Linked DNA regions of Sus scrofa: region 1 is linked to region 2. The links are chromatin contacts, called in public Hi-C maps. All regions are on one chromosome and are shown on one strand. Each heading gives the region's core, a stretch centred on a gene start, on an enhancer-like site or on the middle of the called end of the contact. The rest is flanking DNA. Distances are from core to core; before and after follow the strand shown. Region 1 holds the start of MIA3 (melanoma inhibitory activity protein 3). Region 2 holds the start of LOC110255736.

What was found. A called contact is a pair of places that touch in the nucleus more often than the background predicts.
Region 1: a Hi-C map of liver shows a contact between it and region 2, with 2.7 times the contacts expected there. The contact joins the promoter of MIA3 here to the promoter of LOC110255736 in region 2. A contact is called at or near these places in 2 of 5 promoter capture datasets (both in liver), 4 of 47 Hi-C or Micro-C datasets (embryonic fibroblasts and liver) and 2 of 2 datasets of contacts at active chromatin or transcription factors (alveolar macrophages and skeletal muscle).

Annotation. Positions count from the first base shown.
Region 1 is chr10:11,359,102-11,365,453 of Sscrofa11.1, forward strand. MIA3 (melanoma inhibitory activity protein 3) reads left to right here and starts at 3,388. Exons shown (of 28, transcript XM_021064137.1): 1 at 3,388-3,513. TAF1A (TATA box-binding protein-associated factor RNA polymerase I subunit A) reads right to left here and starts at 3,331. Exons shown (of 11, transcript XM_005667923.3): 1 at 3,177-3,331; 2 at 1,484-1,616; 3 at 296-465. The coding sequence starts at 1,604.
Region 2 is chr10:11,312,189-11,318,999 of Sscrofa11.1, forward strand. It overlaps LOC110255736, which reads right to left and starts at 2,542. Exons shown (of 7, transcript XM_021065090.1): 1 at 2,496-2,542; 2 at 1,398-1,840. The coding sequence starts at 2,542. HHIPL2 (HHIP-like protein 2) reads right to left here. Exons shown (of 10, transcript XR_002336124.1): 9 at 5,492-6,301; 10 at 3,659-4,288. TRNAT-UGU (a tRNA gene) reads left to right here and starts at 1,188; the gene lies at 1,188-1,260.

The DNA of each region.
Region 1 (6,352 bases), core at 2,138-4,637, 48 kb after region 2:
TGATTCACACGCAGCCCAAACAAGTGTCTGGAAGCCACGGACCTAATTCTTTCATTTTATGAAACAAACTGGACAAAAAGAGACTGCAATTTTTTTTTTTTTCTTTTTAGGGTGTCATTGCTGTGGCTGGGCTTGTGCAAAAAATGTCCCCATAAAACTCTCCATCCAAAATTACTTTTAGTAGCTTGTAGTAAAAGAAATTTGAGATCCAGCAACAGCCTTTCTGGGTGGGGGTCAAGAAGCAGAAACCCTCAGGATTCCGCCCCTTCTTCCAGGAGACGCACACTTGACTCACCTCGGGTGCAACCTGCCTTTTATTGCTGTCTGAATCTTCCAAGATCTGCAGGTAACTGTGCATGTATTCTGCAGCTTTTTGCCACTGGTGCTTCAGCAGAGCTTCTTGGATAAAACTTAAACAAGCACTTGTTGTCTGAGCAAAATCCTTCTCCTGTTTCCCTCCAGTGGCTATAAAGTTTAAAGAAAAGAGTCTTGACCCATCTCCAAAATGCCTCGCACATAGATTTACTGAGGATTAATTTACTGAGATAGTTAAATGAGATGATATTCAGATTAAAAAAAATAAAGAAATAAGAGCTAAATTCTCAGAGCCAGGGAATCTTAGTCAAGGGGAAAGAAAGAGAGGCTAAGAAAGATACATTTCTGGGCAATTAGAAAAGTGCAAGATCAAATGTATTCCCAGGACTACAGCACCCAACATACCACATACAGAGAACTGCTTCTTTTATGCTTTCTTTTCTTTCTTTTTTTTTTTTTTTTTTTTTTTTGCCTTTTTAGGGCCACACCCAGGGCATATGGAGGTTCCCAGGCTAGGGGTCGAACTGGAGCTGTAGCTGCTGGCCTTAGAGCCACAGCCACGCCAGATCTGAGCCGCGTCTGTGACCTACACCAAAGCTCACAGGAACACCGGATCCTTAACACACTGAGCAAGGCCAGGGATCCAACCCAAATCCTGATGGATCCTAGTCAGGTTCCTTTCGGCTGAGCCATAACAGGAACTCCCACTTTTATGAATTCTGATAGGAGATTTATCCCATTAAAGAAACTTTTTTTTACTTCTACATTAGATGAAGATAGAAAACAATATTCTTTCTTTGAAATCTATTATATATCAATTCTATTAGGAATTATTTCAATGCAATTAAACAGAAATTTCTGGTATGTACTCCTCAATGGCAAAGATCATATCTTCTTCAGCTGTGTACCCCAATGTCTAGCCATCACCAGGGATATAGTAAATGCTCAGTAAGAATTACCGGAGAAAAAGAAAAAGTGCATCTACCATATATACAGACTGTCAATAACTGAAAAGAATTCTTAAAAAAAAAAGGTTAACAGCCTGAAATACCCTCACATATTCTTATCTTGAAAACTGAACAAGCCTGGTTATCCATTTTTGCATCCATATTGAAGCTTATCACTTCCTTGCATTAAAGCTGAAAAGCGTGTATGTTATTTCACTTACCTATAGTTTCTATATGCTTTTGGAGCCAAGGAAAACACATCCCTGTACCAGAGGACACGCATTTTTCCCCCTGTTCATCCTCTGTCGTGGGCCGTATCAATTCTTCACTGAAATCACTCATACCTGTTCCAAGCTGACAGTACCAGTTATTTTCTGTACATCTTATTTCATAGGCTTCCCAGTTATACAGAAAGACAGCCATCTTTTATCTCACAAATATCAATGATTAACAAAATTAACTGTACCTGGTAGTTCCTTTAAAGTAGGAAATGAATTAATTACATCAGCAGCAGCCCAAAAGAATGACCCACGAAAAAAAAGAAAGATAACTATAACTACTACCATATTTCAAGAAGATACAAAGGTAAATAAGATAATTATCCTTTTATTAAAAAAAAAAACTCAGGAAAATCTACTCAATAGTTTGTAATAACCTATACGGGAAAAAAAAAATGGATATAGTTATATCCATAACTGATTCAGGCTGTACACCTGAGACTAACACATCATAAGTCAACAATAGGCCCATAAAATTAAAAATTAAAAATTAAAAAAATAAAAATAAAAAAGTTCCCGTTGTGGCTCAGTGGGTTATGAACCCTGTGAACATCTATGAGGATGTGAGTTTGACCCCGGGCCCTGCTCAATGGGTTAAGGATCCAGCATTGTCGTGAGCTGTGGTGCAGGCCTCAGACATGGCTCTGATCTGGCCTGGCTGTGGCTGTGGTATGGGCCAGCAGCTGATTCAACTACTAGCCTGGGAACTTCCATATATGCTACAGGTGTGATCCTAATAATAAATACATACACAAATAAATCCTTTTGAGCTGTTCCCAATTTTTTAAAAAACACTCATCTAGAGAAAAAAACAGCAAAATGTATAATAACAAAACAATATGACAAATACAATAATAACAGCAGTACTAAACATGTATTGCCCCTTCCAATACACCAGGGATACAAGGTATCTAATTCAGTTCTTACAGAAATCCAGCGTAAGTACTACTGTTTTCTTCCATTTTCATACTGAAAGCACTAAAGGGCTCAGTGAAACTAGGTAACCTGGTCCAATGTCACAAGAAAGGTGAGGACAGTATTCCAGGAACTAGAACACTAAACACACTTGGCATGAACAGATTCTGGGTGGATGGGTAGTAAGTGCAGGAGGATGCGAAAAGCTGAGTTTGGACCTAATTCTCAAGATGCTCAGGCCCCTTTCCCTCCTTCCACTTATCCAACGGCGTACTGGGTCCTGCTGGTACTGCTCCCATCTTCCCCCTGCGCCTAGACTCTTCACCACCCCCCTGCAAATTGTCTGGACTACTGCATTAACTTTATAACTAGTTACCCCGCCTCCAATTGGGCTTCTCCACGTCACAGCCCGAGTACACCTTTCACAATCAAACTCTGGGGTTAGCATGGGTTTGAAATGACAACGGAGTTTGAACCCGACTCGCATATTCCTTAAGGAGTCATTCCAGAAGCAGCTCTCCCTTTTTCACTCTAAAAGCCTAAATTGGGGCCGAGCAGTTGTTACAGTACCAAAGCTTCTCCTCCCCTCCAGCAGCACGCTCCGAACGCGAGCTTCAGAGCATCAGGAAAACACGGGAAAGGAGATGACGACTAAATCCTAGCACAGCCCTTCCGTCCCGTCCCGGGGCAACGACATACGGACGACCACCGCGAGACTCACCTGTTAAAGCCGGAGCTCCCCTGGGCACCAAACCCGCCGCGCGACTGCGGCCGGGTGAGAGCAAACTCCCACCCAAAGCAGAGGAAGCAAAGGAGCACTCAGAGCAAAAGCTGCAAAGCCGCCCTCCGCCGTTCCGCGGCGCGCAGACGCAGCCCCGCCCCTGACTCCCGATTGGGTGGTGAGGGCCTCGACCCGGACGTGACCCGGAAGTAGCCGTGGACTGCCGCTTTCCCATTGGAGTGGCCCCAGGTGTTCCTCCTAGACGTGCTCAGCGGGAAGAATGGGAGCCTTTAATTGCAAGTCAAGATTGGAGCAGAGGAAGGCCGCCTGGAAAAGGGTAACAGTCAAAACACCGAAATGTCACTTTAACTGAGTAGTTCTCCGTGCGACCTTCCGGCTACTGCGTGGCTTGTGCGCCCACTCAGCGAGCGTCGGAGGCGTGGCTTGTGATTCTAACAAGATAAATCTTTGCCGAGGCTTTTTGTTTTTTCGCTTTTTAGGGCCGCATCTGCAGCACATGGACGTTCCCAGGCTACGGGTGGAATAGGAGCTGCAGCTGCCAGCGTGCAGCTGCAGCAACGCCAGATCCGAGCCGCGTGAACCTACATCACAGCTCACTGGAAACACCTGGCCCCTAACTCACTTAGCAGGCCCAGGGAAGGAACCCGCATCCTCGTGGATACTAGCCCGGCTGGCTGAACTACAACCGGAACTCCCGCATGGGCTTTTAATTCTTCCTTGAGATCTTTTTTCTCTTATTAAAGTGTTAACTTTTAATTTATGTGGCTGCCTCCGCCAAATTTGGGCAAGAATATCGTTTTCCTTCTCATTGGAGTTGGTTCCATGGAGTCCTCTGGGGTCATTTCACGAGGAACGCTGACAAACTTAATGTGATAGGGAGTCGAAAGTAAAGTGGTTAAATGTAACGAGGGGAAATTGAGGCGTTCTAGGGAAGATAATCCTGGAAAACTAAAGACCCATGGGAACTCAAAATTTGGAGGTTTTATCTGTGAAGGAAGGGTCAGACTTTTCCTAGCATCAGAGAATGGAACCAGGACTCAGTAATGAAAGTAAAAGAGAGGCAGCTTGAAAGTCATTAAAACAATTTGGTTCATAACTAAGTCTACAGAGATAATGAATTAGGCTCCCGCAGGAACGTTTGCGTTTCCCCCGACCTGAAAGTGAGCTATTTCAGCAGAATCACAGTATTGTAGAGACGATCAAAGGGTCTAGTAAGAGTTTGTACAGGGATTCCTTAAAATGCTGAAATACTTGATTGTATGTTGTCTTCAGTAACATTATGCAGCAACCATGGGCTTGTGAGGAAAATTCTGCTGCTCTGTGTGTCAAAAATCCGGCCTCACTCAAGCCTGTGCACAAGCTCCACAGACAAGGCTGACCTAAGTGATGCTGTGATTCAGGGGGACACCTACACTAAATAACATAGACACAAGTTTCTAGTCTAAAGATTTGGTCTAGTTACATTTCTTTCCTTACTGTGAGGTATAATTTCACCAAAACCAATCTAGAATGGATTTTATCTAGCTAAAAATTCATACTCCCACAAAAAAATGGGGAAGAAATTTGATTTACCTAAACATTCTCAGACAATAGGTAAAAGAAAGTTAGAACAAATATCTTTACATGCTCTACCTACTTGTTCCCTTTTCCATGGTACATTTCTGGTTGAAAACGTGTCAGAGGGAAGAGAGTAAAAAGAAAATGATACTATATCACACCAAATACCATAAATAATATTTTAAAAAAGGAAATGGTATAACAGAAATGCAAACATAAAGGAAAACATGGAGTTCCCATCGTGGCTCAGCGGAAATGAATCTAACTAGCATCCGTGAGGACACAGTTTCAATCCCTGCCCTTGCTCAGTGGGTTAAGGATCCGGCATTGCCCTGAGCTGTGGTGTAGGTTGAAGATGCGGTTCGGATCTGGTGTTGCTGTGGCTGTGGTGTAGGCTGGCAGCTACAGCTCCAATTAGACCCCTAGCCTGGGAACCTCCCTATGCCACGGGTTTGGCCCTAAAAATACAAATAAATTAATTAATTAAATTTAAAAAATAAAGCAAAACATACAAAAGACTTCTAGACTCCAATCTAAGAGAAAACATATCCTAAGGAACAAAAAGATTGCATTGTGCTAAAGAGCAACTTAATAAGATGACTTTTTTTTTTTTTTTCTTTTTAAGGCTGCACATTCGGCATATGGAAGTTCCCAGGCTAGGGATTGAATTGGAACCACAGCAGCTGGCCTGCTCACAGCCACAGCAATGCCAGATCAGAGCCACATCTGTGATCTACACCACAGCTCGTGGCAACACCGGATCCTTAACCCACTGAGCAAGGCCAGGGATTAAACCTGCATCCTCATGGATACTAGCCAGGTTAGTTACCACTAAGCCACAATGGGAACTCCACCCCACCCCCCCTTTTTAGACTCTCTATTTAATCATTCTGGTTTGACATCATCGAATATGTGTTCCATGCCATTTCGAATCCCATGTAGAATTAAATTGGAATTGGGATGAGCTTTTGTACTTGCAAAGAACCACTCTTTGAGTACGCAGTTGCTTGGTACCCACTCGAGTACGATCTTCATGATGGTATTTACGTTCCTGTTCCTAGTTTGTACGATGTGTGTCAATCAAAATACTAAAGATTCAGGAAATTTGCTGTGTATGATCTGTAACAGGTCTGCTAGGTTGTACGTTACACCTAGAGCATACTTTCTCCCTCTTAGCTCTCAGTGTCTCCTTCCAGGAGGCACTTTTGACCAATAAGCACACTTTTGGGGGTGGGGCTGTTACCCTCCATTCTGTGTTTTAGTAAGAAGGGAACAATTTCCAGGGTAGGTTTCTATCAAAAAAATCTCTCCTCTGAGATGAAGTCATTGATTGACTGAGACTCTGGTACCATCACCATCCCTGTTGGTTGTAAGAGTCTTAAGATTTTGCTTTTTAATTATTTAAACAACAGTGATGGGCCACATTTTAATCAGTTATCTCATTGCTTCTTATAGAAATGTGAAGTTTTACCACTAACCCCAGTGTTACAGTCAAGGAATCTGAGACTCAGTGAGGTTGGCAACTTGCCTAGGGTCACACAATTAGACTTCTGATACCTAGTTTAATGCTTTTTTGGACGACATTCTCTGCCTCTGCT
Region 2 (6,811 bases), core at 1,292-3,791:
GATGTTAAGGCAGAAGAAGCCTCGTAAAATGAGAAATGGAGGGGCCTGCTAGGTTTGCTTAGAGGGAGGCAAAGTCTGTGCACCAAAGAGGAAACCAAACGAGGCGCTCGGCTTGGTCCTGAGAACTGCGAGACGCCCTGGAGGGCTGGGCAGAGGAGCGAGGAAAGTGCGCAGCAGGGCGGTGCGTCTCAGAGCAAAGGGCCGGGCAGCAGGACCAGAGGGAAACAAGACAGGCTGAGGACGCCCAAGCGTGTTAGAAAACCCCCCACTGGACGAGCGAGGCCAGGGAGGCGGCAGGCAGTAAAGGCGAACGTGAGAAAGCGGCTCCCAAACGCTTCCCGGTTTCTCCCGGCGGATGCCCATCATTCAGCATTTACTGAGCACCCGCTCACGGGGCGTTAGACGTCATCCTAGGTGCTGGGCATACAGCAGGGAATGAAATAAAAAGGCCCCAAAGACCCAACTTCTAACCTGGAGAGAATAAACGTAATAATAAACACATTGTCCAGCAGGAAAGAAAGTTGAGTAGTTGGGGGCAAAGGGGCCGGATAAGGAGGGTGGTGCCGCGTTAAATGGGGGAGGGGGTGGTGAGAGAAGAGTCTTGATGAGAAAAGGAATCTGAAGGAGGTCAGGGAGAGAAGCCTCCAGACCTCTGGGAGCGCGTGCTTGTCATCCTCTCCTTCAGGCAGTGATGGATCGTTTACACAGGAGAGGGAACAGAGCGCTACCTACTCACTGTACCTCTACCATCGGGTAGGACGTGCGTACTCAAAAATGTGTGGAATCAATTAATTCATCCTCAGTCGATTACTTATTTCAGTTACGGGTACCAAAGATACTCCCCCATAACTTCCCTCTAAGTACAAAACTTGATACAATTTGTCATACAAACAACAGACTGGAGAACTTTTTAAGACGTAAAGGTACCATTCATGCACCATTAGAACAGTATTTCATTTTTGCACTTTCCCTTTCAGTAATTATCTGTATGCATAATGTATCGTCGGTATGAATTCGTGTTTGGTAATCATAAACATACAATTTTGAGATTCGGCTTTTTTTTCTGCTTATTACGTTGTCTTTACAATTGTCCGAGATAGTGGACGCCGAGGGTCAGTTAATTGAGACTGCCGGAAAGCAATGTTACTTCCAATGTCCTTGAATTACAGCGCGCCAGGTAGTGAGCAGGCTCCATAGCTCAGTGGTTAGAGCACTGGTCTTGTAAACCAGGGGTCGCGAGTTCGATCCTCGCTGGGGCCTCATCTGCATTTCCGCTTTTTTTAAAAAACCATCCCGCGTAAATACGCACCAGGGATTCCAAAATGAAACAGTGATTTCTAAAAAACGGTACTTCTGGCAGGACTTAGTCCTGAAATATAAATCACGAACATGCTTACCGTGCCTCAGAGCGACCCGGAAGAGAAAATCCTGGAACGCCGCGAAGCAGGAAAAAAAGAAAAATGGTCCACGGTGGCCGGCGCTACCCGAATCTGCGGCCAGAGCGCCGGAAGAGAGGGCGCAAGGCGCCGGGGGCTCGTTTTCAAAGCCCTGCAAACCCAGACCCCGCGCCGAGTTACGAAAGGCAGAGGGCGGCGACGCGGGGACCTCGACGGCGCGCGGCGCGCGGCGCGGGTGCGCGGGGCGGGCGGGACGTGGCTGCGCCTGCAGTGACGCCGCGCGGCCGCCTGGTGGCGCTGGAGCCCGGCTCTCGCTGGCCCGACCCGCGGCGAGGGCGCCTCCAGACCCTGTTGCCGGGCCCAGAGATTGGCCCGCGTGGCCTGGACGAGGACACGTGGCAGCTTGGCGTTCAGAGCCCAGCTTGGCGCCACCATCCTGCCCCCTACGAGAGAAAGAGGGAGCGATTCCCCGAAATAAACGGGCCCGGGCTGCGCGGGAAGCCAAGGTTTGCAGTTTTTACCCTGAATTCCCGAATGCTGGGTGACTATAGTCACCAGTGCCCTTTCTTTTCTGTTTCTTTTTTTAAGGGCCACGAGTGGCATATGGGAGTTCCCAGGTGAGGGGTCGAATCAGAGCTACAGCTGCTGACCCACGACACAGCAATGTAAGATCCGCGCTGCATCTGCTACCTACACCACAGCTGGTGGTAACCACGGATCCTTAACCTACCGAGAGAGGCCAGGGATCAAACCCGCATCCTCATGGCTACTAGTTGGGTTTGTTTCCGCTGAGCCACAACGGGAATTCCCCAGAGCATTTTCTGAATACAGAAATTGTCCGCACCCAGGATGTTTTGATAAAGGACTGTCTATAAACTAGCCCCCTGCCACATGAAACCATTGAGTGCCTGAAATGTGGCTATTCCAGATTGAGATTTGCTGAAATAAAATACACATTGGGTTTAGAAAATTCAGTACCAAAAAAAAAAAAAAAAGAATGTCAACTATCCCATTAGTAATTTTTAATCAATTACATATTGAAACAATAATACCATAATATACAGGATTAAATAAATTGTGTAATTGCATTAATTTTACCTTTTTTTGGCTACTAGAAAAATTTTAATTAAATGGGCGGCTCCCATTTGCAGCTCTCATATGGGGCAAGTTCAAGGATCCCGAGTCTCATGACCTTGAGTTCAAGTTAATGCTTAACAGTGCTTACAGCAGGTAAGCCTTTCATCTCTTTGGGTCTCCCAGAGCCTGTACTGTGCCTGGCAAGCTGTAAGCATGGCACTTGTTGAGACGAAATCAAGTATCTCCCCCAGCATAACCCAAACTCCACAAAAAACAAGAGAATGTATTTCTTAATCTGGGTTCTTTTGAGGATGATGTGACTGGGACAATTTCTTGGCTTGCAAGATTTTAGCTCTGGATCCTAAAACCCTGGCATTTTTGGTTTTGTTCCATTAAGTCAAATTGCCTATATTCTTCCGGGTACTCTGCAGAATCTGGAGAACTTGTTGAAGCTCTTAGCTCTGTCATTCCTCAAGTACCAGGTTAAAAGCCACCACCCTCCCTGGGGGCCCCCAGAGAGGCTGACAGGGGCGTTGGTTCAAGTCCAGCTGAACAATTCCCCGCTCCCTTGCTGCCGTGGTCCAGGGCAAGTGGCCTAACCTCGCCAGGCCTCACTTCCCTGATCTGCAGCAGAAGTGATGGGGCAACACGCAAGCAGCAAGGTTTTGAGGTTTTGGAGAGTGGATATAAACTTAGCACATAATAGGTATGCAACCTGTAGTCATGTTTGCTATGCTCTCTGCCCCGCAGAACAGTAGGCGCCAGAGGACCTGCCTTTATTCATACCCTCGCTTCAGTGAGGGCGAAGGAGACATCCATTTTAGAGGAGCTCTCCCCCAAAGGCATCACTACAAGCCCCCTCTTAGACCTGAGATGAGGCTTGGGAGTGACACATGGCTCTTAGGCAAACTGGGTGAAGCACGGCAGATTTTTTTTTTTTTTTTCTTTTCTGTCTTTTTCGGCCACCTGGGCATAGGGAGTTCCCGGGCCAGGGATCAAATCCCAGTCGCAGCTGCGACCTAGGCCCCGCTGGGGCAACTGGATCCTTTAACCTGCTGTGCCTGGCCAGGCTCAGAACCTGCGTGCTGGCCCGCAGAGACGCTGCCGAGCCCCTGCCCCACGCGGGAACTCCACGTCCCATTTCTTACCACCAGGCAAGCATCCAGGAGATCAAACACTCCGGGTCCATTTGAGCAAGTGTTGATTTATTGCCTTAGGTCACGGGCACTTACAAACAGGGACACACAGTGGACTTCCAAGCGGGTTTACAGACTGGCAAACAGGCAGCCAGGTAGCCTGGCAACATGGGCTTTGGTCTCGCTGCAGAAGCGGACATGGGGCATCCGGTCAGGTCAGAGGACAAGGTTCTTGAGGAGAAGACCACTGCGCAGCCCAAGGTCAAGCTCTCACCACTGGTCCTCGCCTGCACCCCAGCTTCCCAGGTGTCTAAGGTCATGTGCAGCAGCAGCAGCAGCAGCAGCAGCAGTTCCCCAGGGGCAAACTGGAAGCTCATCCCCTGACCCACCACCTTGACGGAAGCATCAGAGGGAGGCTCCTGCCAGCTCGCTGCCGCTGTGCCCCTCTGCCTGGGGGGGTCTTGGGGCTCTGCTTCCTCCTCCCCTGGGGGCCTGGGGACCACACTCGCTTCTTTGCCCCAGGCCGAGGAAACGGCTTCCTGCTGCTTGTGGGGGAAGCTGGCTTCTTGGAGGGGCCTTTCCGAGAGGAGGCCCGGTCTGGCCTGGAAGTTACAGTTGCGTTGGATGATTTTCTAGCAGCTTCTTCAGCTTGCTCCTTTAGCAAGTCCAAGACCGTCTCTGGGAAACAAATATTTATTTAGTAGAAATAGAAGCCCTGGAAAGCAGCTCTAAGGGAAGTGCCACCCAGGAAACCTGTGCTCGCTTGAGGGTTCTTGAATGTAAGTTCTTTTTTTTTTTTTTTTTTTTTGTCTTTTTGCTATTTCTTGGGCCGCTCCCGAGGCATATGGAGGTTCCCAGGCTAGGGGTCTAATTGGAGCTGCAGCCACTGGCCTACACCAGAGCCACAGCAACGCGGGATCCAAGCTGCATCTGCAACCTACACCACAGCTCACAGCAACGCCGGATCCTTAACCCACTGAGCAAGGGCAGGGACCGAACCCGCCACCTCATGGTTCCTAGTCGGATTCGTTAACCACTGCGCCACAACGGGAACTCCTTGAATGTAAGTTCTTTTGAAATTAACATTTTTAATGTCCTTCACTGGCCTTGATCTAAAAATACTTTTTTTTTTTTTTTTTTTTCTTTTTAAGGCATACAGAGGTTCCCAGGCTTGGAGTCAAATAGCAGCTGCAGCTGCAAGCCTACACACACCACAGCCAGAGCAACGCCAGATCCGGGCAGCATCTGTGACCTACAAGCAGCTCATGGCAATTCCAGATCCTTAACCCACTGATCAAGGCCAGGGATTGAAACCCGCATCCTCATGGGTACTAGTCAGGTTCCTTACTGCTGAGCCCCAATGGGAACTCCCAAAACAATTCCTTTGTGATGGGATTCCTCCAATGCTGCATGGCTCTAGAAGAGTTCCCTTGGAAACAGCATCCTTCCGCTGTGAGTCTTTCCTGACTCCGCACCTAGCCTGGAAGAGGGCCTCCGGCTGGGGGCCCAGTCAGAGGCCTGGACATCCTTCTAGCCAGAGCCTCCGTGCTGCATCTATTTCTTCATTTGCCTGTGCTCCATGCGCCCTCTCACTGGACTCAGAACTCCTGTAGGTCAGGCTCACTGCTGTGTCCCCAGGGATGGCCACAAAGGAAGGAAGGAACGAACGAGGGACCACAGGTCACAGCAAAAGCAGGTGCTGGCCCTCTCCGTCTGGTCGCAGAGGAGACATCTAGACAGAGCCATGGGTCCCAGTCCTCACCCAGAGGATAAGCCTTGGTGAGAAAAGACCTCCCGCCCCAGGATGGCAGCTGTCTGCAGAGGGCACTGTGCGGGCGCCTGGATGCCAAGCCCTGAGCCCAAAGACAAAGACAGACTCACTGGCTAGTGGCCTGAATGGGATCCGCTTACTCTTGATTTTCACCGGCACCGGCTTGTATGTGCACTTTCCCGGAGGTGCTCGCCTAAAAACAGATAGAAAACGTGAGGACCCAGGACTCTGAAGACGGGACCAGGAACTCAAGGTCAGCAGGAGGCGTGCGTTTGCAAGACTTGGGTTCAGCCCCCCTTTATCCATAGGGGTGGGATGGACGGAGGAGGAATCTGGGATGAGCTCTGACAGAGAGGAGAACAGACAGGGACACCCAGGGCCACTACCACCCAGGGTGGTGTAGGCGGCAGAGGACTGAGTTCAAATCCTGGGGACCGCGGGCAGGAAAACTTGGCTAGGTTTCAACTTTCACGTCTATAAAATAGCAAAAGTAATAGAGAGAGATGAGGATTCAATAAAAACTGTGTACTTGGCACATCGTACATGACTGATACACAACTTTTTATTTTATTTTTTCTAACAGCTGCACCCGCAGCATATGAAAGTGCCCGGGCCAGGGGTGGAACCGGAGCTGTAGGTGACACTGATCCTCATTTGAAAGAGGGAAACGGAGGTGTGCAAAGGTTAAGAGACAGATCCAAGGTCCCATGGCTTGTTAGTGGCAAAGCCACAGTTGAGACCCCGCATCCAGGGTCTGTGATTCTAAGGAAAGGGCAGGAGGAAAAAATGGAAGGGGAAATCATGCATAAATAAACCAACCGCTCCTTAAAATGTTGGGCGAGTGCATTTAGCGCAGACGGGCTAAGTAAGCAGAGCAGAACCTGGGCAGTAGCGTTCACCCACGGTCAGATGATCCCAGACTGACGTTTCCAGAAGCATGTTAAAAAAACAAACAAACAAAAAATTGGATTGGGAGTGTGGGATTAGTCGATGCAAACTTTTGCATTTAGAGTGGATAAGCAATGAGGTCCTGCTGTACGGCACAGGGAACTCTACCCAATCACTTTGGTGAACTGTGATGGAGGATAACTGAGAAGAAGAATGGGTATATTGGCATAACTGAGTCACCTTGCCTTACCGCAGAAATTCACAGAGCACTGTCAATCGACTATAATAAAAACTAAAAATAAACAAGGCAGGAGCCACAGACCTAGACGAGGCAACCCAGAAAGGCTCGAGAGCCTCATTTCCAACCACAAAGACCCCGTTTCCCAAATACTCTCTACTTCCTGCAGACGCGCCATCCTACACATTTCTTGGTCCATCTGCTTTCATCTGAAGTGAAGACCGGCTTCGGTGATGGTTTCTGGGACTCCTTGGGGGGTGAGGACTGTTGGCTGCCATGGAGCTAGGCACTAGGACACACCCCC